Linked DNA regions of Rattus norvegicus: region 1 is linked to region 2. The links are chromatin contacts, called in public Hi-C maps. All regions are on one chromosome and are shown on one strand. Each heading gives the region's core, a stretch centred on a gene start, on an enhancer-like site or on the middle of the called end of the contact. The rest is flanking DNA. Distances are from core to core; before and after follow the strand shown.

The links. Hi-C and Micro-C count contacts between places; a contact is called where the count stands out from the background.
Region 1: a Hi-C map of frontal cortex shows a contact between it and region 2, with 2.2 times the contacts expected there. The contact joins two enhancer-like sites.

The regions. Positions count from the first base shown.
Region 1 is chr6:125,571,225-125,578,161 of GRCr8, reverse strand. Rps6ka5 (ribosomal protein S6 kinase A5) reads left to right here. Exons shown (of 17, transcript NM_001395592.1): 10 at 44-169; 11 at 551-684; 12 at 1,286-1,379; 13 at 4,707-4,877. Among named protein-coding and RNA genes, the nearest start is that of Ttc7b, 46 kb to the right of the region's middle. Within about 2 kb of position 4,906, at least 19 of the 93 cell types and tissues checked have an H3K27ac peak or open chromatin away from gene starts, as enhancers often do.
Region 2 is chr6:125,351,498-125,357,895 of GRCr8, reverse strand. The region is part of intron 19 of Ttc7b (tetratricopeptide repeat domain 7B); the gene reads left to right. Among named protein-coding and RNA genes, the nearest start is that of Calm1, 140 kb to the right of the region's middle. Within about 2 kb of position 4,170, at least 9 of the 93 cell types and tissues checked have an H3K27ac peak or open chromatin away from gene starts, as enhancers often do.

The DNA of each region.
Region 1 (6,937 bases), core at 3,657-6,156, 220 kb before region 2:
GAGACTGCAGACCTCTGTTCTTTAGCCTCCCTTCTCTTTTTAGGGCTACTCCTTCGTTGCTCCTTCCATCCTCTTCAAGCGTAACGCGGCGGTCATAGATCCCCTTCAGTTCCATATGGGAGTAGACCGCCCTGGAGTGACAAACGTTGCCAGGAGCGCAATGATGAAGGTACCTAGGGGTGGCTGCCTCAGTGTGGATCTGTGGTTTGTGTGGATTTTAAACACTCAATGATGTTCTTAAGTCCAGAAAATTTACTAGATTATCATCCAACCAAAGGCAGTTTTATAAAAATGAATAAATACATGGAAATAGCAGTGTTTTCCCTAGAAGATTGTCAATCTCAATGTATACGAGTTCCTTTTACCATGATAAAGGACAGCATATTTGGGACAAATGTAAGGAACATATAAATATACTAAGTGAGTTCTAATGGTTCAGTATATTGCATTCAAATTTGTTAATCATTTCACATTAAATTGCAGCTTTACATATGCTTTGTGTATTACTACCAACCTTTTATTAAATTAAATGGTGTTGATCTTTCGTCAGGACTCACCATTCTACCAACACTATGACCTAGATCTGAAGGACAAACCTTTGGGAGAAGGAAGTTTTTCAATCTGTCGGAAGTGTGTACACAAAAAAACTAACCAAGCCTTTGCCGTCAAAATAATCAGCAAAAGGTATGGCCAGTCCTAGCAGTCTTTCTTGGGGCTTTATACTACTTGGGGTTCTGGAGAAGGAAATCAGCTGTTTCCCTTGCAAGGCTGTTTACACACAGGCTTGGCTATTTACTATGTTAGCTGATCTCCAGCACCTCTAGCACCAATGTTTTCTGATGAGTCAAACAGTTTTGGACAAATCAGAATCTGTTGTGTTCTATGTGAAAACTGTCTTGCGGTAATGAAATATTTAATCAGATTTGCTTGGTGACTTCTATTAGTTGAATGTTTGAAGTCAAAAGTATTCAACAAGCTTCCTGATGGCTTTGAGAACAGAGCCTGCTAGCTGTTCTGGTACTGGGTTATTACCATTGCTAAATTGTCAGCAGGAAGAACATACATTTCTTTGTATGACTAGCTCTCTTCTGATGAAGAGGGAGTCATTTTCTTTTTAAAAAGTTTTACTTTCCTGGTGGGTGGTATGCTTATTACTTTCGTGGATATGTCATTTTGAGACTTTGACACAAGTATTCTGAGTGCACTGTAAATAAAAACAGGGAGGGAGCACTGCTGCAGACTCTGCTGGAAGAGACATAGAAATGTTGACTATTTGACCTTGCAGGATGGAAGCCAATACTCAGAAAGAAATAACAGCTCTGAAACTCTGCGAAGGCCACCCCAATGTTGTGAAGCTGCATGAAGTTTTTCATGACCAGGTATTTCATGGCTTCCCTCTGTCCATGTACATGGGCTAGACCATATACAGGGTTCAGCTTCTTACCAGTTTTATTGGTGCTGCTGAGTGAAACTCAGGGACTATCACCCAGCCTCAGGGAAGAGGAGAAAAGGTAGCTCACACACTCTCACCCCTGAATCATTGCATCCTGTTCCTTCACCTTGCCTCCCTAGGTTGCCATATTGGCATGGGTGGATGCCAGAGGGGAAGAGCCCAATAAGCCACTGTCACAGATTTCAGAGTGCTTATTGTGAGTGAGGCTGCCATCTCCCTCACTTAACTATGCATAGTCAGTACTTGGTGACTTTAAGCCTTCAACATTCCTTACATTTCTAGCATCAAACAGACTGACTCTTAAGCCCACTTGCTGCAAGTTAAGGACAAATGGGAAGCAGAAAGACAAAAATGCTCCCTTTCATCTTGTTCCAGGTGTCAGCATCTGCTCAACCTCCAGGCCAGGTTGTTGTATGTTCTCTTCTACCCTTAGCTCTGCTTCTCAACAGAAGTCTTACACAGAAGCCTGTCACTTGGACAGATAGAAATATCGGTGGTCCACAGCACCTCTCAGCTCCCTGCATTGTCACCTCCCATGCCTGAAATTGTGCTATTTCAGTATTCTTTTCTCTGACAGTGGACAGGTATCACAGCCTTCTCAGGACTTCAGCTTGTTACCCTTCTATGCCTATCTATTAAGGCACAAATGTGAAAACAAGTCCTGAACGTGTTTTTTCCTTCTTCTAATTTTAACAACAAAGGACCTGAGATTCCTAAAAGTCTTGAGACTTTTTCCAGCATCCGTAGTCAGTGAAAATCTAGAAAGAACCTCTTCCAGACTCACATCATTCTGTTGATGTGACATTCTTGACTAGAGTAGCTTTGGGGACTCGGTTCTGAGTACCATAACTAAGAGTAACATCATGGTGATATCAGGTGGCAGCAGGAACACATTGTCATTATAATCTTTTGCTGTATTATCTTAGTCCTTGCCTTAACACTGTAATGTCAGAAAACAACCCATAGAAGTTCAGCTTGTTAATGGTAAGGCTGGTATCTAAGCCCCACCATTCCAACTTCAGACCCTAACAAGCTTTTAACTACTTTGCTCTGCTCTATTAGAGGAGGCAGGTACACAGTCGGGTTATTATGTCAGATAACAAACATCTAAAAATGGTATCATCTTCTCCTTCCTCTGGTTCTCATGAGAAGAGAAGCTATTGAAGCAAGAACTCTTGAGAATGCTCTCCTTGCCTTCTACCTTGTTGACCTACTCAGATTCTCATGGGAGCAGTGAATCCCCTGTCCATTTGAGGTGCATGCTAAAAGACAGCGTCCTGTTGATGCAGATACAGAGAAAACTCACCTATCAAGAAACTGATGGATGACCTCAGACACCCCACCTGTAGTTTTGCAGCTGTGATCCTCACTGAATCTCAGCCCAAACACTGGATCTTGGAACTTCTGACTAGTATCATGGCTCAAGAATTCTATACCTAGCTTTTAAATTTATGTTAAAAGCTTATTTTTGGCAATTTTTAAATTTCAGACTCCTTGGAATAGGAATTTTCTTATGATCTAATGCTACATGTAGTAGTATAAATATAATAATAATTCTGCTATTCACTTGTTGAAATATGTCTTGAGAGTTTTGCCCATGGTAGTTGATCCTAATATCTATGCAGTCCTATTTCCAACTAGTTTGATGAGAACAAGGGTGGCTCTTCAGCCTTTGGCTGTACAATAAGCCAGCTCATTTGTGTGCTGTGATCTTTGTCCATCCTCTGTATGTTCCTAATTGCTGCCACAAACTTAGTATGTTAACTATTTAAACAATGAATGGTGATAGCAAGTCTGCCATCAGGCTCACTGATCTGCAGTCAAGGAGTAGACAGAGCTGTCCCCTCCTGGGGACGATAAAGGACAACTTGTGTTCTTGACTTAGCTTCTGGAGGCCACTCATTTTCTTTAGCTTATTAGCCTTTTATGCAGTACTCTAATCTCTTGCTTGCATAGTCTAATCTCATACCTTAGGTGCTGGTCGATAACCCAGGGTAATTATCCCATCTCAAGAATCTTAATCATGGGGCTAGCGAGACGCTCAGTGGTTAGGAGCTCTATGCTCAGTTGCCAGCACTCCTGAGGCATCTTACAATCATCTATAATTATAGTCCCATTGGACCCAATGCAGACACACATGCATACATATTTACATATATGACATATGCATACATGCATATATACATACATACATACATACATACATACATACATACATACATACATACATACATTTATGTATGTACATCTTTTTAAAGAATTCTAATCGGGGACTAAGTGGGTAGCACATAATCCTAGCGTGCAGGAGGCAGAGACAGGCAGATCTCTTAAGTTCGTGGTTTGCCTGGTCTACATAGTAAGACCCCATCTTAAAAAAATAAAACAACAATAACAGAACCTTAATTACAACTACATGGTCCCTTTTGTCATCGACAATAAGAAACATGGGTTTGAAGGTTAGGACATGGAATCTGTGGGCCATCATCACAGTTCTACCTGTACATTTTTTTCATCACCTACATTTTATTGCTGTGGATCCTAGGGTTTATAAAGATGTCCTAGTTGGGTTTTCTTGCCATAAAGAGACACTCTGACCAAGGCAACTCTTGCAAAGGCAAACAGTTGGGCCTGGCTTACAGTTTTAGAGGTCCAGTCCCTTATCGTCATGGTGGGCAGCACTTGGTACTGGAGGAGCCAAGAATTCTACATCTTGATCTGAAGGCGTCCAGAAGACTCTTCTGCAAACAGCCAGGAGGAAGGTCTTTTCCACAAGAAACATGTAGAGTGAGTTGCAGATCTTTGCAGTAAATATTCTCAGGAATCCTGTGATGAGTCACTGAGCCCTGAAGTTGTAAGCACCACCTCTCTCTCAAGGGAAACTGCCCCTCGCTCAGTGGCAGCTGCACATGATACCAGGCAGCCACCCCTGGGCTATTCACCATCGATTGTCAGCTCGGTTCACAGTTTTAAAGTGAAAATATGAAAACTTGAGAGAAGATTAAAATAGAGTTCAACAGAAATAAAATGAGGTAAAGGAAAAGACTGAAAAGATTTTGCTGAAGTACTTGAAATTTTTTTCATTGCTAAAATAGAATTCTGAGAAGCTACATTATTCTTTAACTCTTTAACTAGAAGGATTGTTGTAGGCTGTTTAAGCAAGGGGTTATTTAAATTACTGAACAGTAAATAACCTCTACAGGAATTCTTGTCTTTTCAGAAAATCCCACCTTACTCTTTCTTTTCATCTTTCTAGCTTCATACATTTCTTGTGATGGAGCTTCTGAATGGGGGAGAGCTGTTTGAGCGCATCAAGAAAAAGAAGCACTTCAGCGAGACTGAGGCCAGCTACATTATGCGGAAGCTTGTGTCGGCTGTGAGCCACATGCACGATGTTGGAGTGGTGCACAGAGACCTGAAGCCGGAGGTGGGACGGTGGGACGGGGCAGCTCAGCCTGCGCTGCTAGCCTCAGTAGCTGTCAGGCTTGAGGAGCTTGCTTTTTTCCCAGGGCCAGCAAGTAAATACTGGAAAATGCTTCTTAGGGTTTTTTCTTTCTCTTCTCTTTTCTGTGTCAGTCTAAAATAAATTTGTTCTTTTTCCCCCTCTTGCCAGCTGATCATCTTGAGGTTATATTTGTAAGTGTGAGAGCCTTTTATGGGAAAAATGCTGCATGCAACAGTTGTATACTAAAAATAGCAGTGGGAAATTTTGTAGCAAAAAATAATAGCTCTGCTGTATGTATTCCATCCTGGGGAGTTTGTTCCTTTGATAGTGTATTTTGAAACCTTAATTTTCACGTTTTTAAATCAAATCGATTGTTCCTGAACAGTAATGGATGTAGTTCTGTCCTGCGCAGCCTCACGTGAGGCCGTGTCTTGGTTTAATCCGCTGTCCTCTCCGTGTGCGCTTCAGTATGCTCACGCACTGCGGTATTTATAGACCTGGAGAGCAGCACAGAGCAACAGCTTTGTGTCTCTCCTTCAGAAGGTTAATTGAGAAGGCTCTAACACAGAATCAGCCCTTTTTAGCATCAAAAATATGAAATTTCCTCCCCTGTTAAAAATAAGTAATAATGAACTTGGAAAACAAAAGCCAATGACTTTTTTAAAAACAGTCATCCTTTATCATATGAGAAATTATATATATTTCTGGTCTAAAATAGGATGTTATTTTTAGTTTATATGTGATCATAATATATTTTCAAGTCTATTTAAAATATTAATAGGTTTGATGTTCCTTTTTTTTTCAATTTTTTTCTCCATCTTTTTTAACTTGGGTATTTCTTATTTACATTTCAATTGTTCTTACCTTTCCCGGTTTTCAGGCAAACATCCCCCTAGCTCCTCCCTATCCCCTTCTCTATGGGTGTTCCCCTCCCCATCCTCCTCCCATTACCACCCTCCCCCCAACAATCTAGTTCACTGGGGGTTCAGTCTTGGCAGGACCCAGGGCTTCCCCTTCCACTGGTGCTCTTACTAGGATATTCATTGCTACCTATGAGGTCAGAGTCCAGGGTCAGTCCATGTATAGTCTTTAGGTAGTGGCTTAGTCCCTGGAAGCTCTGGTTGGTTGGCATTGTTGTTCATAAGGGGTCTCAAGCCCCTTGATGTTCCTTTTTTATTAAAACAAAAAAGAATATTTCTGTAAAAGCAATGTTTTATCTTGTGCTTAAATTACTAAAAGATGTTTTAAAAGCTGGACAGTGGTGGCACACACCTTCATCCCAGCCCTTGGGAGGTAGAGGGAGGTGGGTCTGAGTTTGAGGTCAGCCTGGTCGACAGAGTGAGTTCCAGGACCATTCACAGAAAACATGTCTCAAAAAATTTTGATATTTTAAAAATGGAAATAACATGTATTCAAAAACAGTTATCCCTCAGTATCTGTGGAGGATTGGACCCTGAGTTCCAAAGATGATGTCAAGTCTCTTGCATGAAATTGAATATTATTTTCATATAACCTACATGATCCTTTTGTATAATTTAAGTCTAGGTTATTTATATCTATTTTTTTTTTTGGTTCCTTTTTTCGGAGCTGGGGACCGAACCCAGGGCCTTGCGCTTCCTAGGCAAGCGCTCTACCACTGAGCTAAATCCCCAACCCCATCTATTTTTATTTAAATGATATATAAATATGTATATTTTAGGGAATAATCACAAAAAGAAATCCTTCCATATTCTGTACAATATTTGAAGGGATATTTTTTGTTTTTGTTTTGGGAGTAGGTTATTTTGTTTTGTTTTGTTTTTCTTTTTAACTTCTCAGTGCATAGTAGGTTGAACCCACAGTTGTGATCCTTGGGGATTCAGAAGGCTGAAGACAATTAATTTATTCCTTTAAGGGTTCTAAGTTTCTGAGTACTTTGTATTACTGTTGTTCACGTTGCTAGTAATTAATCACAAGTGGCAGTGTCTTAGGGACTCGCAGCTGTGCTAGCTCCCCTCTGCTTCCTTCATCCCAGTTCTCACTCCTACGTAACACCCACTGAA
Region 2 (6,398 bases), core at 2,921-5,420:
AGAGCAGTGCTGCTCTGAGGACTACAGAGGAAGAGGGCATGGGGAGCAGTTTCGTTAGGGTGCATGGCGAGCAGAGGCCGCCTCTGCATAAGGGATGTGTGACTCCCAGCCCTCCCTCCAGAGTGGATGTGGAGAGGTGGCTCCAGCCCTTCACAGTGCTCTTCCTGAGGACTCGGCACCCACATCCATTAGTGGCTCATTATGGCCTGGAACAGCAGCTCCAGGTGCTCAGATGCCTTCCTGCGGCCTCAGAAGTCATGTAACATGTGGTATATATGAACACACACACACACACACACACACACATGCACAGATAGTAAGCCATATGCATTTTGATTACATTAAAGCTCATCACAAAAAAATTTTTTTCACCAGGCCCCTTTGAAACCAAGTTACACTGAGAAGATTAAAAAAAAAAAAAAAAACATTTCCAAAAACTAGACTATATTAAAGCCTTTAACTATTGCTTCATTTGAAGCTTACAACATTTATACATTTATACCAAAGATTTAACTTTTTTTTTCCCCCAGAGCTGAGGACCGAACCCAGGGCCTTGAGCTTGCTACAAGTGCTCTACCACTGAGCTAAATCCCCAACCCCTATACCAAAGATTTAAACATTTTTCATAAATCAGGTCCAAGTCTCTGAGAAGGGCCAGTTCTGTAGAAGGTGATTCCTTGTCTGTAAAATGTAAGGGAAGGACTATGCATTGTGAAGTTTGACAGGATTTGACCTGAGTGTCAGGCCCAGCCACAACTCATCCTGAGATGTAGCCCTGGAAGTGGAGACTCTTGAGGAAGGGCCTCTTCACACAGAAAGTCCTTCCACACTGCCTCTCCCTAGGCCCAAAGCCCAGAGGCCCTGTTCTTGGCGGTTCTAGCAGTTCCAAGTGGGGAGAAAAAGATGTAGGAAGTTTCGTTCCCCTCTCCAAATATGTAATAAAAGCAACAAGGATGACTGGGGCTTTTGGCTCCCACCTTCCGATGTAGGTGAAGGCTGCCACCCTGTTTAAGAGTAAATTCCCTGAGAGGAGGACAGACAGCAATGAGACAGCGTAGTCTAGATCAGATGGAGAAGAGAGGCACTTTCTGACATGCCGAGTGATGGTTTTACATCCTCAAACATTATATCACAATCTGGAAGTAAATAGTCAATTGCATAGTCTACCCCCCGTTCCTCCTTAATAACATTAGTGATGATCAACACTGTTTCTGAGTCTTTTCAATTTTTATTATTTTATTTACATTCCCCTATTTTTGAATTTACAATGAAAAATACATTATACATCCTGATAAATACAAACTTTTTCAAGTATAGCCTTTCTTTGTTATTGACGTTTAGTCAATATTAATTTAATATAATTTTCCTTAATTAGTTCTGGGGTGCCGTTCTTTAAACAGGGCTGAATGGAATTATAAGCAGTTGGCAAGTCAGTATAGATGTGGGTACCACAATGGTGGGTAACCATGCCAGGCTTAGAGCAGCCTCCCTAGGCAGAGGGCACTTAGTAGCTCCAAAGTGAACGTGCAGTGAGGTGGGTGAACCACCGAGGAAACATCTGCCCGCTGTAGTCCTCCAGAAGGTACTGTCTCAACCCAGAAGCACCCTGACAGCTGGCTTCTCCCTGCATGCTTACGAATGACTTCCCTTCATGCTTGTGTGTGACCACTTGGCCCACCAGCCTTGGCAGCACTGCTCCAGCCTTGCATGCCCACTGGAGACAACATAGCCCTGTCTCTCCTTGCTTCATGGACTCCTGCCCCAAAGCTTTCCCCTGGCAAGAGCTTCTCCTTCTCAGAAGAAGACATTTTGTCTGTGTTAATAGATTGAAACTCTGTGAAGGTCTGGGAAACATTCATCTTGGAGCTGTGGGCACGGACATCTTAGTGTATCCCTCCCTCAGGGTAAAATGGAAGTTCTAATGGTGGCCAGTGGGAGGCAGTGCAGGCTGTGGGGATTAGTGGGGGTAGCAGTTTTCTGCTAAGTGCTGTGGCCTGGCCTTGCTGTCAGTGGTGGACATGTACGGAGAGAGGAGACAGCGGTGCTCACAGATAAACATGTATAACACAGTGGAGACCACTGCCTCAGCAAGCAGGATGGCCTTGGAGGATAGACAGACAGACCAAGTCTAACCCCTTGGGGGCCATGGGGGCAGAAGTAAAACTTCTGATTTTTATCAGAAGATACAGATACAGATACAGATAATATGCCTGTAAAGATACAGATATGTAAAGATACAGATAATATGCCTGATTTGGTGGCTGAAGTAAGAGCGGCCTCTCTCACCTCTTCTTCCTCCAAACATTGAGAGCTGTTGCTGATCTCATCAGGGCTGGTATGGCAGAAGCAGGTAAGGCCACAAGAAGGTTACAGCTGCCAGCAGGCTGCAGTATTGGACAGATGGCGTTTCTAAGCCTTGCTTAAGAGACAGTCTTGTCCTATTAACTTGAGAATGTTTTAAGGAAGCTAGCTGGCAGGATCCTTAGCCATTCAGATTGCTATTAAGAACTGGGGATCTTTGGGGGTAGGCAGGGATTACTGCTTTCTCTCCTTGTTCTGATTGTTTTGGGGACACAACTTCTAGGTGGTAGACACTGAATAAAGTCAGAAAACACTGAATTGTTAGGGGACAGGGAAATGAGCTCCAAGCTCCATTAACAAGTGATTGCTACACGCCTGATGGCAGAGTGCCTTGGTTCCTTCTCAGAAAAGATGTGAGGAAGGCAGGTATGGGCTGCAGCAGCGGGAGGCAGAGAGAATGTGCATGAGGTGTGGGGTGGGGTGTGGCAGCCACATGTTCCATCACTCTCCCATGGTCATCACATGAAGCAATCCAGTCAGTCCTCCAGGGCCAGGCTCCTGCCAAGTGTGTGTCCTGTGTGTCTACTTCTGTCTCCCTTTTAGTTAAGGATGTTTCTCACACATAGCATGGCAACTGTCCATTGCTCCTAGCTCTAGGATAAGCACCAGTTCACCAGGTAGACAAGATTTCATCTACTCTATGCTGAGAAGACAGGAGAAGTGAAAGGATTGCAGAGGTCTTCCAACCACAGCCGTTTGTCTGGTCCCACCAGGCAGTTTAAAAGGGAGCCAGAATAGAACGTGTGCCCTTTATCCAGGGTCCCTATTTGTGGAAGTACAGGGTGACCACATCTAACTAAGCCTCCTAATTTCATCTAACAAAATTGTTGCTCTAGGGTCCCTTTGAATGATGAACTCTGGTGGATAAGTAGAGCTCATATATAGTCATGTGGAATTTTTATGAAATCAACCTCAGGCATCTCATTCCATATAAACAGCTTGCCCAAGGCCCCAGATGAAAAGCAATTGGAGCCGACTATTGCTAGTGGCCTACTTATGGCAGGATTTCTGAGCAGCTCTCCTTGTGATAGGAAACCTCAGAAGGGTTTCGCAGCCTGGATCTGCAGTGTGTGGGATCTGAGGCCTTGGTTCTCCACCCACAGAGAAAGGTCTTCCCACCCTGGCTCCTGGTGTTCTGGACCCCAAGGCAGCCGAGCAGAACTAGAAGAAACTCTGGATTGGGAATCAGAACAGTTTTTTAAACATCACTCCACCTTTTTATCAGGTGTCCCAGGCAGCCTTTTCTCTTCGGAGCAGGAGGTTAACAAAATCTGTGAGCCAAGGAAATTCAGGCTCCTTGGTCTAGGTTGTCTCATCCCTTTGGACCATTTGAACACTTAGCTCACAAACCTTGGGCCAACTTTTAGGGCATAGTCTCACCTGCCTCCGTCAGCTCCAGTCGAGCTGATCCGGCTTTCCCCTGCTGGGTCATAAGGGAAGGGATGCTTTATCTCCGTGGCATGGAGTAGCAGCTGCAGCGCAGGGCTGGGTTACAGCACCGATAAGCACTTCTCAAGTTCGTGTGATGAATAAGAGATGTGAGCGGCCTGGGCAGGGTACCTGCTCATCTGTTGAACCTGATAATTTGGAAACATCTTTCCAGAGTCTTGGATTTCAAGTTGGAAATATGTCCTTTTAGTCTTCCTGTGGATTTCTTTTCCAAGACACTGTCTCCACTTTTCCCCTGGGTCAGGCACAGTGTGCTTTTGCTTTGGTGAGAAAAAAAGAGTCCCTTAAAGACAGATGGAGAAGCAGCGTTTCCAACCGTGCCCACATAAGTCAGAACCACAGTATATATTCCTGCTTACCTCGCCAGTTCTACTCCACAGTAAAATAGCTGTCGTGCTGTTAGCAATGCCTCCAGACTCTAACCCAGAGGAAGACTCACTTGCCATTGCAAAGAACAGTGGATGCTGACTGTCATGTACTCTGGCCACCATTACCTGCTATTAAAACCCTCTGCCTCTAATATCTCTCCCAGGATCATCATAGCAAGGCTCTCTGCCCTGTGACACATGTAACAAGGAATTGACCAAGAACAGGAAAGGATTCCTGACCACCTTCCTCATCCTCTCTATTTAATGGTTTAATTGTATTAGAGAGAAATAGAGAGTCACTAAATGACATCACTAAGTGACATCAGTGTTTAATTCTGTTCCTGAGATTTCCAGCAGTGTGACAGATTCGCTAAAAAGCCCTTGGAAGTCATGAAGGTCAGAGCCTTCCCCCATTACTAGATCAGAGCCCACTGACTATCTTTTTGGGTTCTTTTTTTTTTTTTTTTTTTTTTCGGAGCTGGGGACTGAACCCAGGGCCTTGCGCTTCCTAGGTAAGCGCTCTACCACTGAGCTAAATCCCCAGCCCCAGACTATCTTTTGAATAGAGGGCCATGCCACTCTGAACATGCCCCATTGCATCTGAACGTCATAAAAAGATGTCTGTTCACAACCACTCTTATGTTTATTCTACAAGCACCTACCCAGTGCCTTGTTGAAATGACCTTGAAAAGCCTAAGCAGAAGACACCTTGCTGTCTTTCAGAACCACACAATCACATAAAGGAGACAGAGGCATCCATCTACTTTGCAGCCTGTAGACTGCATGGTGAGAGTGATGCTCAGGTGGAAGGACCCAAGGCCTCGTGCTCTGAAGGGACAGCAGGAGCCTCGCTGCAGCTTTCCTGCAGGAGGTGGCCTTTATGGCTGGATGTAGAGATTGGGGTTAGAACCAGCCAGTGTTTGCATTCTGGTTTTACCACCAACTGGCTGTATGGCTCAAGTGACCCCTCAAGTCTCAGTTCTGTCACGTAAACAGAATTAAGTGGTGTCTAAATGTAAAATGGTCTTTAAAATCAGTCAGTACCACTGTCATCATCATGTGCCAGACCTTATTCAGAGTGAAATTTATTATTATACTAAAAATGAATTAATTCTGCATATTATAGATACTGCACAAAGAAAAATGATTTGGTCAGGAATTCAGGTAGGATCTTGTCATTCCTTTGTTGAGCAAAAGACAAAACAGCGAATCCCAAAAGCAACACTGTCTCCTCCAAAACCACGGGCCCTTTAGCAAGGGATCTGTAGATTGTGGGACAAAAGGTTGCATGGTTCTGCTGTAACTGTAGTGCATCATTATTTTAAATAATCAAAAATGAACATATTAAGCATATTCTAGTTCCCAATGAGGCAATACCATTAGACAAGACCCAATATATCTCTTTGGAGTCTTCATGATTTTGTAATCCAAAAGGGATCTAAGACAAAAAGTCTGAAAACTTCCAGAGACCTCTAAGCCAGTGCATGACATTGTCTCAAAAAACAAGTGGACAGCTCTAGGAGTAACAGCCAAGGTTGTCCCATGGCTTTGCACACTCACACATGTGCATATGCACGGCATGCATATAAGTATGCGCACGTGTACACACACACACACACACACACACACACACACACACACACACACACACAGTAAAACTATTTGTGACAGCTGAACCACCTTCCTATTTTTGAAAAGTATTAACTCTAGATGTGCTTTGTCAAAGCAGGGTTGACTCACAGCCAGGCTTCCTGAGTTTCTCCTATGCAGCATCACCATGCCATCCGCTCCCTTATTCTTGGGCAGCAGCTTTTCCTGACGAACCCCAGGGACCCTCCTGTGGCTGCTGTCTTCTCTAGGGTCCTCCAAGGCCTGTCTTCCTATGGTTTATCCATGGAAGATAGAATGACTTTCCTTCTACAGATTTTCAGTTCTATCCATCAATCCCCCATCAAAGATCTGAGTGCACGTAGATTTCATCTTTCAACCTTATTGAAACATTTCCACAATATGAGTGGACAGTTATTATTCTAACACCACTCTTTGTTTTGTTTTTGGTTTTTTGAGACAGTTCTTACTGTGTAGTCCAGGCTAGACTTAAACTCAAAGTCCTGCCCCAACTTCCTGAATGCTAGGATTAGAGGCATAAAATACCATACATAGTTTGCCATGCATATTAATAAGTAACCCATTAATAATAATAATAATAGTAATAATAAT